Regions from separate parts of the Mus musculus genome. Here all the other regions are linked to region 1. Evidence: chromatin contacts called from public Hi-C and promoter capture Hi-C data. All regions are on one chromosome and are shown on one strand. The core of a region is the stretch at or near the end of the contact, and the rest is flanking DNA. Distances in the headings are between cores, read along the strand shown.

What was found. Promoter capture Hi-C pulls out the DNA fragments that hold promoters and counts their contacts. Hi-C and Micro-C count contacts between places; a contact is called where the count stands out from the background.
Region 2: a contact with region 1 is called in a Hi-C map of CD8 T cells, with 2.8 times the contacts expected there. The contact joins the promoter of Eef2k here to the promoter of Usp31 in region 1. A contact is called at or near these places in 6 of 39 promoter capture datasets (the 3T3-L1 cell line, embryonic stem cells, hippocampal neurons and 3 more), 8 of 484 Hi-C or Micro-C datasets (B cells, CD8 T cells, erythroblasts and 4 more), 4 of 115 datasets of contacts at active chromatin or transcription factors (astrocytes, embryonic forebrain, embryonic hindbrain and 1 more) and 2 of 9 other capture datasets (adipose tissue and liver).
Region 3: a promoter capture Hi-C map of embryonic stem cells shows a contact between it and region 1, with 4 times the contacts expected there. The contact joins the enhancer-like site here to the promoter of Usp31 in region 1. A contact is called at or near these places in 3 of 39 promoter capture datasets (embryonic stem cells, hippocampal neurons and pre-B cells), 1 of 15 datasets of contacts at CTCF or cohesin (pro-B cells), 1 of 484 Hi-C or Micro-C datasets (cortical neurons), 1 of 115 datasets of contacts at active chromatin or transcription factors (embryonic hindbrain) and 1 of 9 other capture datasets (liver).
Region 4: a promoter capture Hi-C map of liver shows a contact between it and region 1, with 2.2 times the contacts expected there. The contact joins the enhancer-like site here to the promoter of Usp31 in region 1. A contact is called at or near these places in 1 of 39 promoter capture datasets (liver), 1 of 484 Hi-C or Micro-C datasets (pancreatic cancer cells) and 3 of 115 datasets of contacts at active chromatin or transcription factors (the 230-238 cell line, astrocytes and stem cell-derived neural progenitor cells).

What each region holds. Positions count from the first base shown.
Region 1 is chr7:121,706,054-121,709,008 of GRCm38.p6, forward strand. It overlaps Usp31 (ubiquitin specific peptidase 31), which reads right to left and starts at 1,389. Exons shown (of 16, transcript NM_001033173.2): 1 at 583-1,389. The coding sequence starts at 1,200.
Region 2 is chr7:120,841,303-120,844,257 of GRCm38.p6, forward strand. It overlaps Eef2k (eukaryotic elongation factor-2 kinase), which reads left to right and starts at 1,529. Exons shown (of 18, transcript NM_007908.4): 1 at 1,529-1,798. It overlaps Gm36449 (a long non-coding RNA gene), which reads right to left and starts at 2,209. Exons shown (of 2, transcript XR_378468.3): 1 at 1,297-2,209; 2 at 1-218.
Region 3 is chr7:120,929,714-120,932,668 of GRCm38.p6, forward strand. It overlaps Polr3e (polymerase (RNA) III (DNA directed) polypeptide E), which reads left to right. Exons shown (of 21, transcript NM_025298.4): 7 at 1,166-1,273; 8 at 1,548-1,597; 9 at 2,421-2,540. Among named protein-coding and RNA genes, the nearest start is that of Polr3e, 13 kb to the left of the region's middle. Within about 2 kb of position 1,383, at least 5 of the 459 cell types and tissues checked have an H3K27ac peak or open chromatin away from gene starts, as enhancers often do. A contact at or near this core is called in embryonic stem cells, where this site is marked.
Region 4 is chr7:121,058,181-121,061,135 of GRCm38.p6, forward strand. All of the region lies in intron 4 of Mettl9 (methyltransferase like 9), which reads left to right. Among named protein-coding and RNA genes, the nearest start is that of Igsf6, 15 kb to the right of the region's middle. Within about 2 kb of position 1,476, at least 49 of the 459 cell types and tissues checked have an H3K27ac peak or open chromatin away from gene starts, as enhancers often do. A contact at or near this core is called in the 230-238 cell line and liver, where this site is marked.

The DNA.
Region 1 (2,955 bases), core at 139-2,638:
CCTCCTCCATCTATTACATCATCAAGTTCTGCCTTCTTCAAAGTACTATCTGATAACACCTGGTTCATTGTACTTAAGAATAGAAAGAAAAAAAAAAAAGCACTAAGCATGAACGGTACTAACATAGCTAAAGCACTTTATGTATCACACTGAACCCGCTAGAAGTGCCCAAACTGGGTAATCTCGCTGTCCAACGTAACCTGTCAACTTGCTAAACGTAAGTACCAGGTAAACGGGAGCATAAAGAGGCTCAGTGGTTTACTACTTAAGAAGCAGAAGCCGGATTCGAACCCAGATGGATAGATACTCTCCCACCAATACCCGCTCCAAAGATTGAAGTTCCATGAAGGCAGGGTCTTGGTCCTGGCAACATCCATCCCCAAGGCGGATCACAGGACCTGGCGCCCATGTTCTGGCGCTCGGAAGCCAAGCTGGCTGGATGAATGGTGGGAGGAATGCGTTCCTTTGTCATCTGGGTTATCTTCCAGAACTCTCTGAGCATCCAGCGCAGAAATCCTCCCGGCCCGAAGAGGAGGAGCCCAAGAAGCGCCCGAGCTCCAAGGCCCCCCGCCCCGGGCTCACCTTGAAGTCGCGGCTGTGTTGCGGGGTGTACTCCAGCGTCCAGAGCGCCCGCACCAGATGCGCCAGCTGCTCGGTGACCTCGCCCTGGCCGTGCGGCCCGCGGCCCGCCGGCTGCTCCGACTCCGGCTCTGGCTCCGGTCGGCCCGCCCGGTACTGGCCCAGAGCCAGGTACTCGGCGAAGAGCTCGGTGTTACTGAGGCACTGCAGCGTGGCGTTCATGAAGCACGTGTTGCCGTGGTTGCGGAGCCCCGCCACGCCGGGCACCGGCTCCGAGGCGCAGGCGGGAGGCGCGGGCGAGGCGGGCGGCGGCGGGCACGGCGGCGGCGTGGGCGCGGAGGCCGGCCCGGGCGGGAAGCAGCTGCGGAGGCCGCCGCGGTCCGGGGCGGCGCCCTCGGAGCTGAGGTGCGAGAGCGTGGACAGCGTCTTGAGGACGCGGCTCATGAAACTGCCCACCGAGCGCGCCGACGACGGCGACGAGGGCGCGGCCGGCCCGGGGCCGCCAGCGCCGCCGCCGCCCCCCGCGCGGCCACTCCGGAACAGCCGCTTGCTGAACGAGCGCTTCTCCTTCCCGCCCGCCGCCACCGGCGGCCCGGGCCCGGGCGCCGTTACCTTGGACATGGCGGCGGTTGCCGACGCTCATCACCGCGCCAGTCCGCCCGGACCGCGACTCCGCCACGGCCGCCGCCGCATCCCGCCGCCTGCGCCTCACCCGGCCCGGGGGGCTTCACGCCCTACACCACCTCAGAGCGCCGCGGAGAGAGCGAGCAAGAGAGCGGCGACCGAGGGGCGCGCGTGCGTCGCGCGGCCGCCCAAGTGGGCAGCTCACGTGACTCGCTGGCATCGCAGCCCCGCCCCGCACTGAAGCTGCGAGGCCGCCATATTGACTGTGGGAACAGCTCTCTCCCTGAACCCTGATTCAAGGACTCCCTCGGCTTAGGGCGTGGTTCTGCGTGTTGAAGCTCAAGACTGGCCATGTTTAGTATGGGCACGGTCCTAAACGTTAGGGCAGGCGCTGGATGGTGGATTTTAGGGGTGGGTCTCTGTCTTTGCTTGTCAAATAGAAAAGATCTAGAGAAAGTACTGAAATCAAGCTGCCACGTACCAGGTGGCAGAGGAGCTGATAGATACAGCTTTGTCTTGTCCCAGGCGGGTTAACTCAGCCTGGCTCCCGAGGGACTGCCGCGTACCCACCCGAACGTGGTCACGGAGCTGGCACATTCTGGTGGGCTTTTCTTTCAGGATGTACCTTGAGGTCTCAGCAAAGTAATATTATTAGAATTGCCTTGCTGAAAAGTTTTGTAAAATACAGCCTTTAAATCCTCTGAGCTCTCCCTTTAATCACTCAATAAACTGAGCATTTGCTCATTCATTCATTCAATCATTCATTCATCCATCCATTCATTCAGTAAATATAGCAACTGAACACTTGCTGTTTGCCAAATACTGTACTAAACTCTAAGGATACGACAAGACTGAAACTAACTGAGTTTCTGCTTGCCTTCCTATAGTGTACACTCTCAGTAGGTATTCATTCATGATTACCTCTGTATTCCACACACTATGCCAATCATGGAATACCTTCCTTGGTTTTCAGTTCAGTGCCTTTGACATCTCATTTAAACCCAAGTTTGGCTCAAAGACTTAACCTTTAAACCAAGGGTCACAGATGCACTACTATCGCAGAGGCTAGATAGGTCATAGCAATGAACAAAGAATCCTGGTGAGGGGTCGGTCATCTGCTGATCAGGTCATACTTCACATATCTTGGGAATACAAGAAATGTTGTGGACAGCGGCAACCTGCTAATTAACATTCTTCTAAAGAGATGGCTTTCGCTCACCTCCAGTCAGTTGTTCCCATGTGAGAATGAGGGCTTAGTGTTGCCAGATCAGCTGATTTTTAGAGAAAAGGTGGAAATTCTATTTTTAAATGTTGGTTCAATTTTTTTTAAAGGAAAAAAAACTGCATGGGAGAACAGCGTGCATTAAGGCTGCCTACTACTCAAAATCCACTGGTTTCTGACCTTCTCTTTGTATGTTCTCTTTGCTAAGAGATGAGCCTGAGCCCTGGTTACTGCAAAAAACAGATAATGGGAAAGAAAGCCCATAACATTTTAAAGATAGAAAGGCCACCCTACACCCATCTCAAAGCAAATAGTTTTGGCCTCTAGATTTCTACTCAATACTAAATATGGTATCCTGTAATGATGCTCTTGGTTTGCTCTGAATAGGCTCAAATCCCCTCCACTTCTACCTCCTAATTAAAACATCCATCTTAGCTGTACCTTGGGCTCCTTGTAGCATCAGAAAGAATGCCACTAGATCACAATAGAAACTGAAGCCTGTGGCCCTCCACCTTTGCACACATGCTTGC
Region 2 (2,955 bases), core at 279-2,778, 860 kb before region 1:
ACAACTGTAATCCCAGTTCTGGACAACCAGACACTCTTAGACAGACATGCAGACAAAGCGCCCATACACATAAAATAAGTAATTTTTAAAAGGTGGATTTTTGGCTCATGGTTCTGGAAGTACAAAGTGTAGAGGATGTTTCTGGTGTTTTTGCTGGTACAACTTCAAGGTGGTTCAGGTCTTCAGGTCTTTAATCTGAAAGCCCAGGCCAGACAAGCCTGTGGCAGAATAGATATTATGGTGTTTCTCCTGTCAGTAAGTCTATTAACAGTTGCTTTATTAAATGAAATAGATCACACCCTTTCCTAACTGTGTCCCTGGGCAAGATACATTCTTTATAAGTCTCAGTCCTATGATCTGTACAATACAGCTAGTCGTGCCTGCATACCTTATATAGCTGACTGCAGCTGGATGGACAAATAGCTCAAAATGTGCAACTGTTTAGATTTTTACTCTAAAGTATACGGTGAGATATGACCTCAAAGTACACATGCCTGCCTCCACTGGTTTTCAGTCTTTACATCTTCCAAGGGCTACCTTCCTTCCATGCACTGCACCAGATTTGAGTTTTGAGAAAGGGCTTCACCATGTAGCCCAGGCTGGCCTTGCTTTTCTGGGGACTGCAGAGGTCTACCACCATGCCCAAGTTCCCACCCATTAAGCACTATGTGCCAGGCCCTAGGCTCAGAGTTAGGAATACTGTGATTTTTCCCTCCAGAGAGTCCAGGAAGGCTTGACAAAGATTTTTCTTTTTTGTTTTTGTTAAGACAAAGTTTCTCTGTGTAACAGCTCTGGCTGTACTGGAACTCCCTCTGTAGACCAGGCTGGCCTTGAACTCACAAAGATCCTTCTGTGTCTGCCTCCTGAGTGCTGGGATTTGCCACCACCGCCCGGCCCTGATAAAGTTATTAATTAAAAATTATAGAAATAGTTGGAATTGTCAGGTAGGCCGAACTGTATAAATTTAAACCGAATATATGTTTATATACAAATATTAAATTTAAACAAAAATATATAGGTTATATATTAAATATTTACATATACGTGTATAATTTTCTATACTTATATTTATAAATTTATATGTAAATATTAAATACATATGTGCTTACCATGAATTTGGATTCTTTATGAGTTTTTAACACAATTTTTGTTGTTTTGCCCCCTCCTGCTCCTTCGTTACCCCTCCCTCTCTTGAAAGTGTTAAATTTCTTCAAAATTATGTCATGAAATCCTTAAGATTTCCCTTTTTTTTTTTTTTTTTGAGACAGGTTTTCTCAGTGCAGCCCTGGAACTCACTGTGTAGACGACCAGGCTGGCCTTGAACTCAGAAATCCGCCCGCAGTCTGTCTTCCAAGTGCTGGGGTTAAGGGTATGCGCCACCAGACACACAGCATGAAATCTAACGTTAGACCCAGGTGTCTAGGAAGCGTTCAACAGGCGGGGGAGCCAGAAGACAACACGGCGGCTGCATGGAGGTGATGGCCACCCGGGGACGGCCACGTGAGCCCGGGCGTGCGCCCCGTGCGTCAGTCCCGCCCCAGCCCTGGTCCCAGCCTCCAGCCTCCAGCTCCAACCCCAGCGGCAGCAGCCCCAACTCCAGCCCGTGCTCGGCTCCAGCGCTCCGACGTCTTCAGGCGCCCCACTGCGGCTGCGGGCCTGGCTCTCTGTCGCCTGCGCTTTGTACCGGGGATTCTCCTCCCTCCCTGCACCCTGGAGCGCCCGGCCGCCAGCCTTTGCCAGCTCCTTGGGATCCTTGCGGCCGTGGGCAGCAGCTGTCGCGCCTGCCACACTGTGGGAGGTAGGTGACGGGAAGATGGGGAGCCCGCGCGTCCCGCTGCAGCAGCCCCCCGAAAGGCCACTGGGGCGCTTCTCTGGTTGCAGAGCTTCCCCCGAGGCTCAGTGTTTGCGTCTGTAAGGAAGGAAAGAAAGACGTTGGCAAGCGGTGAGCGCAGTTCTGGTTGCACCAGGCAGCGCACGCGGGCCTCCGCCCGGGTCTCCTCTGTGCCTCGGCGAGCCCGCCTGTCCCCCTGAAACGCCCAAGTAACATTTCCCCTCGCCGGGTTCCCCACACTAGAGGCCTATGCGGGCCTCAGTTCTCGGAACCTCGAGGTCTGAGCTGCATACGCCCTTGCAGCATTGTTGGTTGAGGGAGTTGGGGTGTTGGCAGGCGTTGGAGACTTGTGCGCCAAGGGGCTGAGCATTCGTATGCAGTTGGTGGCGCGGGGGCGGGGACCTCCTGGGTGAGCCCTGGGCCAAAACTAGCTAGTGTCGGCTAAGGGGATTGCGGGAAACCTGCCCAGCTGCGCCCTGTGTGTGACTGATCGCGTGCGTTTCGGAAGAGTGAGATCTGACTTGGGAATTCTCCTTGGGGGAGTATTTCTGCGTCCTCCGCGATGAGGCGCTCCCTGGCTTGGGACCACTGAACAGATATTACGGAGGAGAAAGCCGAGGTCCAGAGTGGACCCCAGATCCTCAGAGGCCAGGTAGGGAATGTAGAGTAAGTAAACAAGGATTGTGAGTGTAGGGGTTAAGAGTGAAGTTTTGGGAAGACTTCCCGGGGAAGGTGCTGTTTGCTCTGTGAGGAGGACGAAGCCAGTGGAGGGAGTGGGTCCAGGCCGTGTTCAAACCCCGACCTTAGACAGCTAGCTCTTCACCCCTCTCTGCTGCGGCAACAGTTCCTGGGAAAGGAAGGCTAGCGGGGAGCGACTCCTTTGTTCCAAAGAACTGGGTTCTTTTGAGAGTCTGAGCGCGTTAGGCGTGACTTTCCTGAATGGCTCATGCCACGCTGTTTCACAAACATAGTATTTTCAAACCTTTTACCCTGCACTGATCAGACTCGCCCCAAGAGATCTTGTCATCCACAGCTGGCAGCTGTTAATTCCCCCCTGGGAACGGCCTGTAGGAACCTAGGGGTGCACGGCAGGATCGAGTTGTTTTTAGGGTTCCTTCTCTACC
Region 3 (2,955 bases), core at 133-2,632, 780 kb before region 1:
GTTGCCACAATTTTGAGACTATATTAGTGTATATCAAGCTGTGTGCTTCAGCTGGGGGTGTCTAGTGTGTCAGAGCACACTCCGCACATCTGTTGGCTGCTCAAGGTACTACATTCAGCACTTGGGCTTTGCAAAGCAACGAATGACAGGCTCTGAGAAGAGAGGAGACATTCCGAAGTGTATCACTAGTGCTCACCTTTAACCCCAGCACTCGGGGGCAGAGGCAGGGCGTCTGGTATATTACACGGTACGTCCAGGACTTCTAAGGCCATGTAGGGAGATCCTGTCTCAAGAATCCTGTTGTCGTCCATAGCTACTGTCTTGTTCTGAACTACAGCTCAATGCTGCAACACTACCCACCCTCCTGCCCCCCGCCCCCTTTTTTTTCTTTTTCTTTTTTTTTTTGAGATAGGGGTTTCTCTGTAGTCCTGGCTGTCTTGGAATTCACTCTGTAGACTAGAGTGGCCTCAAACTCAGAGATCCACCTGCCTCTGCCTCCCAAGTACTGGGACTAAAAGTGTGTGCCACCACTGCCTGCTCATCTGTTGTTAGATTTATTATGTCTGACTGCTTTGTCTGCACGTGTGTATGTACATTGCTTGCGTGCCTGGTGCCTGCAGAGTCCAGAATTGGAGTTAGGAGTGCTTGTGAGGGGCCGTATTTGTGCTAGGAATCAGATGTGGGTCCTCTTGAAGAGCAGTAAGTGCTCTTAACTGCTGATCCATCTCTCCAGCCCAGGAAGCTATAATCCTTGCAGCCAGAGACATATTAGTTAAAGGCTATGCTGTCCTCTAATGGACTCTGGTAGGGTCTGGCAACAGCACTATAGCAGAGCCCAGAGGGAAGAGTGGGTGAGTTGTGCATTGTGGATAGAGGGAGCAGTAGGCATGAGGTTGGAGACATGACATGGCAGAGAGTGTAGAGAGGCAAATCTCAGGAAGTAGCCTTGAGCAGAATCAGGCTCCTGCTCTGGGCGTGCTTAGTGTGTCTAGTTGGAAACAGCTCCTGACCTGGTCTCCTGAAGAGGCTAAATTGGAATTGGAGTTGGCTTGGTGTTGTAACAGTGAGTGTAGGCCTTCTGGGGGACTTGGTGTTTCCTTTGAGCAAGTTGGGTATGTCGGCTTTGGGTTGTAGCGGCATGTTCAAACCCTTCTTCTTTTGCCAGGTGAGCTCCACCTGACACCTTTACATGGCATCCTACAGCTTCGGCCCAGCTTCTCCTACCTTGATAAGGCAGATGCCAAGCACCGAGAGAGGGAGGCAGCCAATGAGGGTGAGCCTGCTGACAGCCTGTGGTCTGAATGAGCTCACGTGAGCACTTGACAGAGATCAGGTGGTGGGATTCTTACTGACATGCCAGGCCCTTGCCTACTAAATACCACATCTGGGACAACCAAAAAATGTCCCCACAGATGGCCAGACATCACCTGAGGATTAAACTGCTCCAGTTGAGAGCAGGGCCCCTTGCTTGGCGCTCTTGAGGGAGGGTTATGTTGGGGCAGAATGAGCAGTCCCAGTAGAGACTGTACTGACAGCTTGCTTTGCAGCAGGGGATTCTTCTCAGGACGAGGCAGAAGAAGACGTTAAGCAGATCACGGTGAGCTCTGGCCCTGGGCAGGAGGGAGCAGCATGTATGGAAAAAGCAGGGTCCGAGCTAGCAGAAAGGACTTCCCCATCTGTGGGAGTAACAGATGCACAGTATTGTTGACCCCCTCCCTGCTCCCCAGTCTGCTGCCTGGAGGAAATAACTACCCCCGCCCATCTGTTGAAACTGGGATAGCCTGGTTCTGTATAGTTGCTGGGATCCTGGGGTGTGGCCAGAATTGCCTGGAAACAGGAAGGTACAGCCCAGGATCCCCAGTGAAGTCACAGAGGCTCAAAAAAATCTCATGTTAATTACCTTTGTGATTCTGCATATTTAAATAGTGGTTACCTTACCAACAAGTTTGACTTTGGAAGATTTAGATAGAATATTAGTCTTCCACTCAGGATGCATGAAGTCCCTCCTATTTATGTATATGTAGTTTGCAATAACCATTGAAAGAAAATGCTGCGCAGTAATGTCACAGCTGGCACAGAAATGCCTATAGAGTTTGCACACCCTGGTAGACCGTCCTCTCCTGAAGTGATGTAACAGAGCTCAGGCTTCAGAGGTTGTCCTGTTCTCAGCAGTGGGTTGGCTAGCCGTTAAAACCTCCTGTACCTTCGTGGGTAAATGCCTTCATCTGAAAAGATATGTGTTGGCACCCATGTGGCCCAGCTGGAAAGCCTTGGCCAGGGCAGACAGAAGCAAGAAAATACCAGTTTGCATTAGTATCCCAGAGGCTGAATTCCAAAAGCAAAGTGGGAGGGGGTTCAATGGTTTGGTAAGATCTTTGGGGGCCACAGATGTGGGGGTGTGACCTCTCCCTTCTTCACAGGTACGGTTCTCCAGGCCAGAGTCCGAGCAGGCTCGCCAGCGCCGCGTGCAGTCCTATGAGTTCTTGCAGAAGAAGCATGCAGAAGAACCCTGGGTCCACCTGCACTACTATGGCATGAGGGTGAGACAGCGCAGGATCTGGGGGAAGAGCCCTGATGCCCAAGAGCCGCTTATCTCACTTCTAGCTCACCCTGTCTATGGCCACTTTGCTATACCCTAGAGAGCATCACGTGTGTGAGCAGTTTGCATCTTGCCATATCTCACTTAGCAGGTGTCATAAAGAGTGGGAAGCAGAGAGCTCCTGTTCCAGTTAGAGGTTTAGCCCCCTAAGCTGTAGGTACAGTAGGGGTGGCATTTGGTTAGGGTTTTTGATGTACCCTGGATGGTGACTGCAAGCTAGACACGTCATCTGGGGTCCCACTGGAGAATCTACTGTCTGTCACATACTCTGGCTACTGCCCACCTATCCAGGGTGAGTTTGAATATATTTGGGTTCCAGGGCTTTGCAACCTATTATCTGATGCTATACTCAGTAA
Region 4 (2,955 bases), core at 226-2,725, 650 kb before region 1:
TTATCTTGAAGATGATGGCGCTAATGCTCTTCTGTATTTTAATAAATTAATGTACATTTATATAAAACTTGTTACGCATGCTAATATTTTTAAAGTCTTTTGTCTTTTTACTTTCGAGACAGTCCTCATGTAGCCCAGGCTAGCCTCAAACTTACTGTGTAGCCAAAGATGACCTTGAATTTTTTATCCTCCTGCCTCCACCTCCCCTGTGCTAGGATTTATGTGGTGGTAGAGATCGAGCCCACAGCTTCCTGATGTTTGGCAAATAAAATAGTCTACCAATCAAGTTGTATCTGCAGCTCCTAGTTTTCTAGTTTTAATGCCCAGATTGGACATTTGCTCAGCTCTCAAGTACTTGCAAACATTTTAAAGGAATTCCTTACTATTTTGCAAGTGTTAGAGCCACTAAATACCATGGAAACCCATATTTTAAGGAATAACATTCCTTTTTTTTGTGATTGTGGAACATTGTGGATTTATGTTGCTGTGTGCACATATGCTTCTGAATTCTGTTCTTGACCTTGCTGTTCACCCATGGTCATAGTCCTTCCTTCCTTCTTTCCTTTCTTTTATTTTCTCATTATTTCTTGTTTGTTTGCTTGCTTGCTCATTTTGGAGACAGGTTCCTGCAGCTTTAGCTGGTTTGAAACTCATGACCCTCCTGTTTCAGCTTCCCATATGCTGAGATTTACAGTGGTTAGGTCACCATGCCTCCCTCTGTACTTAATGCTTGCCTGTACATTTGCCAAATCGAAGAGTTTTTGTTGTTAGTATGGAAAATAGGAAATATTCTCTGTCTTGCCCCTCCCCCTGTATGAGTGAGGGGGGGGAGAAGGGGCGGGGGAAAGTGCAGGCAGAGGTTGACATTCCTTGTCTGTCCCTCTTTACTTTTTGAGACAGGGTCTCACTGAACCTGGAGCTTGCTGCTTTATGTCTGAAGGGTCAGATCGCTGCCTGTTTCCTCCCACTGATATTACAGTTCCATGCGGCCTCACCCATCTCCTGTGTGGGCGCCAGGGATCTGAAGGCCAGTCTCATGCTTGGCCATGGAGTCGTCTCCCCATCACTGAGCCATGTTCCCTGATTTTTTGTTTTATTTTGTTTGAGGCAGGGCCTCATGTAATCTGATCTTGCTATGTAACTCAGGGTGGCTTCAACTCCGGATCCTTGTGCTTCTGCCTCTCAAGAAGTGGGTTACAGGTGGGTGGAAATCTGTAGACGTGGGAGGGGAGGGAGAAAATGGATGGAATAAACATGTCCTCGAACTTCTTCCTCTTGCAGTCCATTCCTGTTGTTGAATGGCTTTTCACACTGCTCTAAGTGTGAGTGCAATTTATCATTTGTGTATCGTGTGTGTGTTACACAGTGAAAAGACTCAATAAGTGTCTTCTGGTCGCACCTTGCCACAGTGCCAATCTCTGTGATTAAGCCTGGCTCCATCTCTGCATTGTACTTACTAGTCATTGAATTGTAAGGTTCTGGCTTCCTGTGTCTTGTTGGGCAACCACATGATAGAACTTTAATGCTACTGCTTCCTGGTAAAACAGGAGGAGGAAAAGCAGAAAAACAAAACATCAATCTAACCACAAATTTCATTTCCTTGTGTTTCTGGCAAGAAAAATGGAAAGGAAGTGAAGCTAAACAGCCTTCAGTTAGGACTGAGAACAAGCTCCTTGGTTGTGGGTGTCAGGGTTGCCTGTGGACTGTGAGGAGTCTGCTTGTGGCACGGGACAAATGGGACAAAGCCTTGTTGCTAGGGATGCCCTTTACTGCCCTGTAACGTCTTCAGATCGTCTGCAGCACTGTTGGTGCTGTTACTGCTCCTGTCTTCCAGGCTTAGCCTGATGAGGTCCTGATGATCTCCATGGAAACTGAGGACTGGACACTTGAAGGCACACAGTGCGCTTAGCCTGCTTGGCCTAGTTAATTATTTAACAAAAAGCAATTATAGGTGAAGTGATTACTCTTATTGGGGTTTTTTTTGGGGGGGGCAATCAGTGTCATGCATGTAACTCTAATTTTGTTGTTTAGGCTAACTTAGAAAAAGCAGACTGATATGTTTCTTTTTGATCTGTTTACTTGGTTCCCTCACCTAGGCTTCCTTAAGGGTTGGTTACCAGGTGAGACCTAGTTAGAGAACAGGTTGTAATTAAGGAGAATTATGTTGTACAGTTGAAACTTTAATCATGATTAATTTGTTAAAATCATAATTTTATGCAAAAGTCACTCATGGTAAAAATTGTTTGGGCTGCTTGCAAAAGGGTATGTAATGAAAAATCTTCTCTTACTCTTAGACCCTTTGTGATTTTAGGTCACCTTAAACATGCTTCGAATGTTTCTCTACCTGTATGCAGGTAGACGCCATTAGGAGTAAGTACCTTAGATGCCTTTCTCGACTGACTCATGGCACCTGATTGTTTCTTGGAGTGGATGCAGGGAGTGAGCTGTTAAATAGGATTGTTACTGCTTTAGATTGCTGCTTGGTTGATACTCTTTTTGCAAATTCCATTTTCTTAAGAGTTTAGTATTGAATTTTATATCTGAGTGCTGAGCATCTCTGAGATGATCACACAGAAGACACCCTCGTCTGACTGGCGGTGCCACGCTGGCACTCCTGGTCTTCTCCCATCTCCACTCAGTGCAGCACTGGATTGAATCTGTGACATTCTAAGTGAAAGTGTCTTGAGTTCTTGAGTGTTAACATTACCTTTTTTTTTGCAGTGCTAGGGATTAGACTCATAGTCGCATATGTGTTACACAGTGCTCTTTACTGAAGTATATCCTCAGCCCTTTAAATTTTTTTAAGTGTGTTTGTTTGTATGTGTTGGGAGGACAGCTTGTGGGACCTGGTGTTTCCCTTCACCGTGTGGGTCCCAGGAATTGAGGTCTTCAAGCTTGGCCAAAGCACCTTTACCTTCTGAGCCATATTGCTGGCCCCTAAGTTTTAAAAATTGA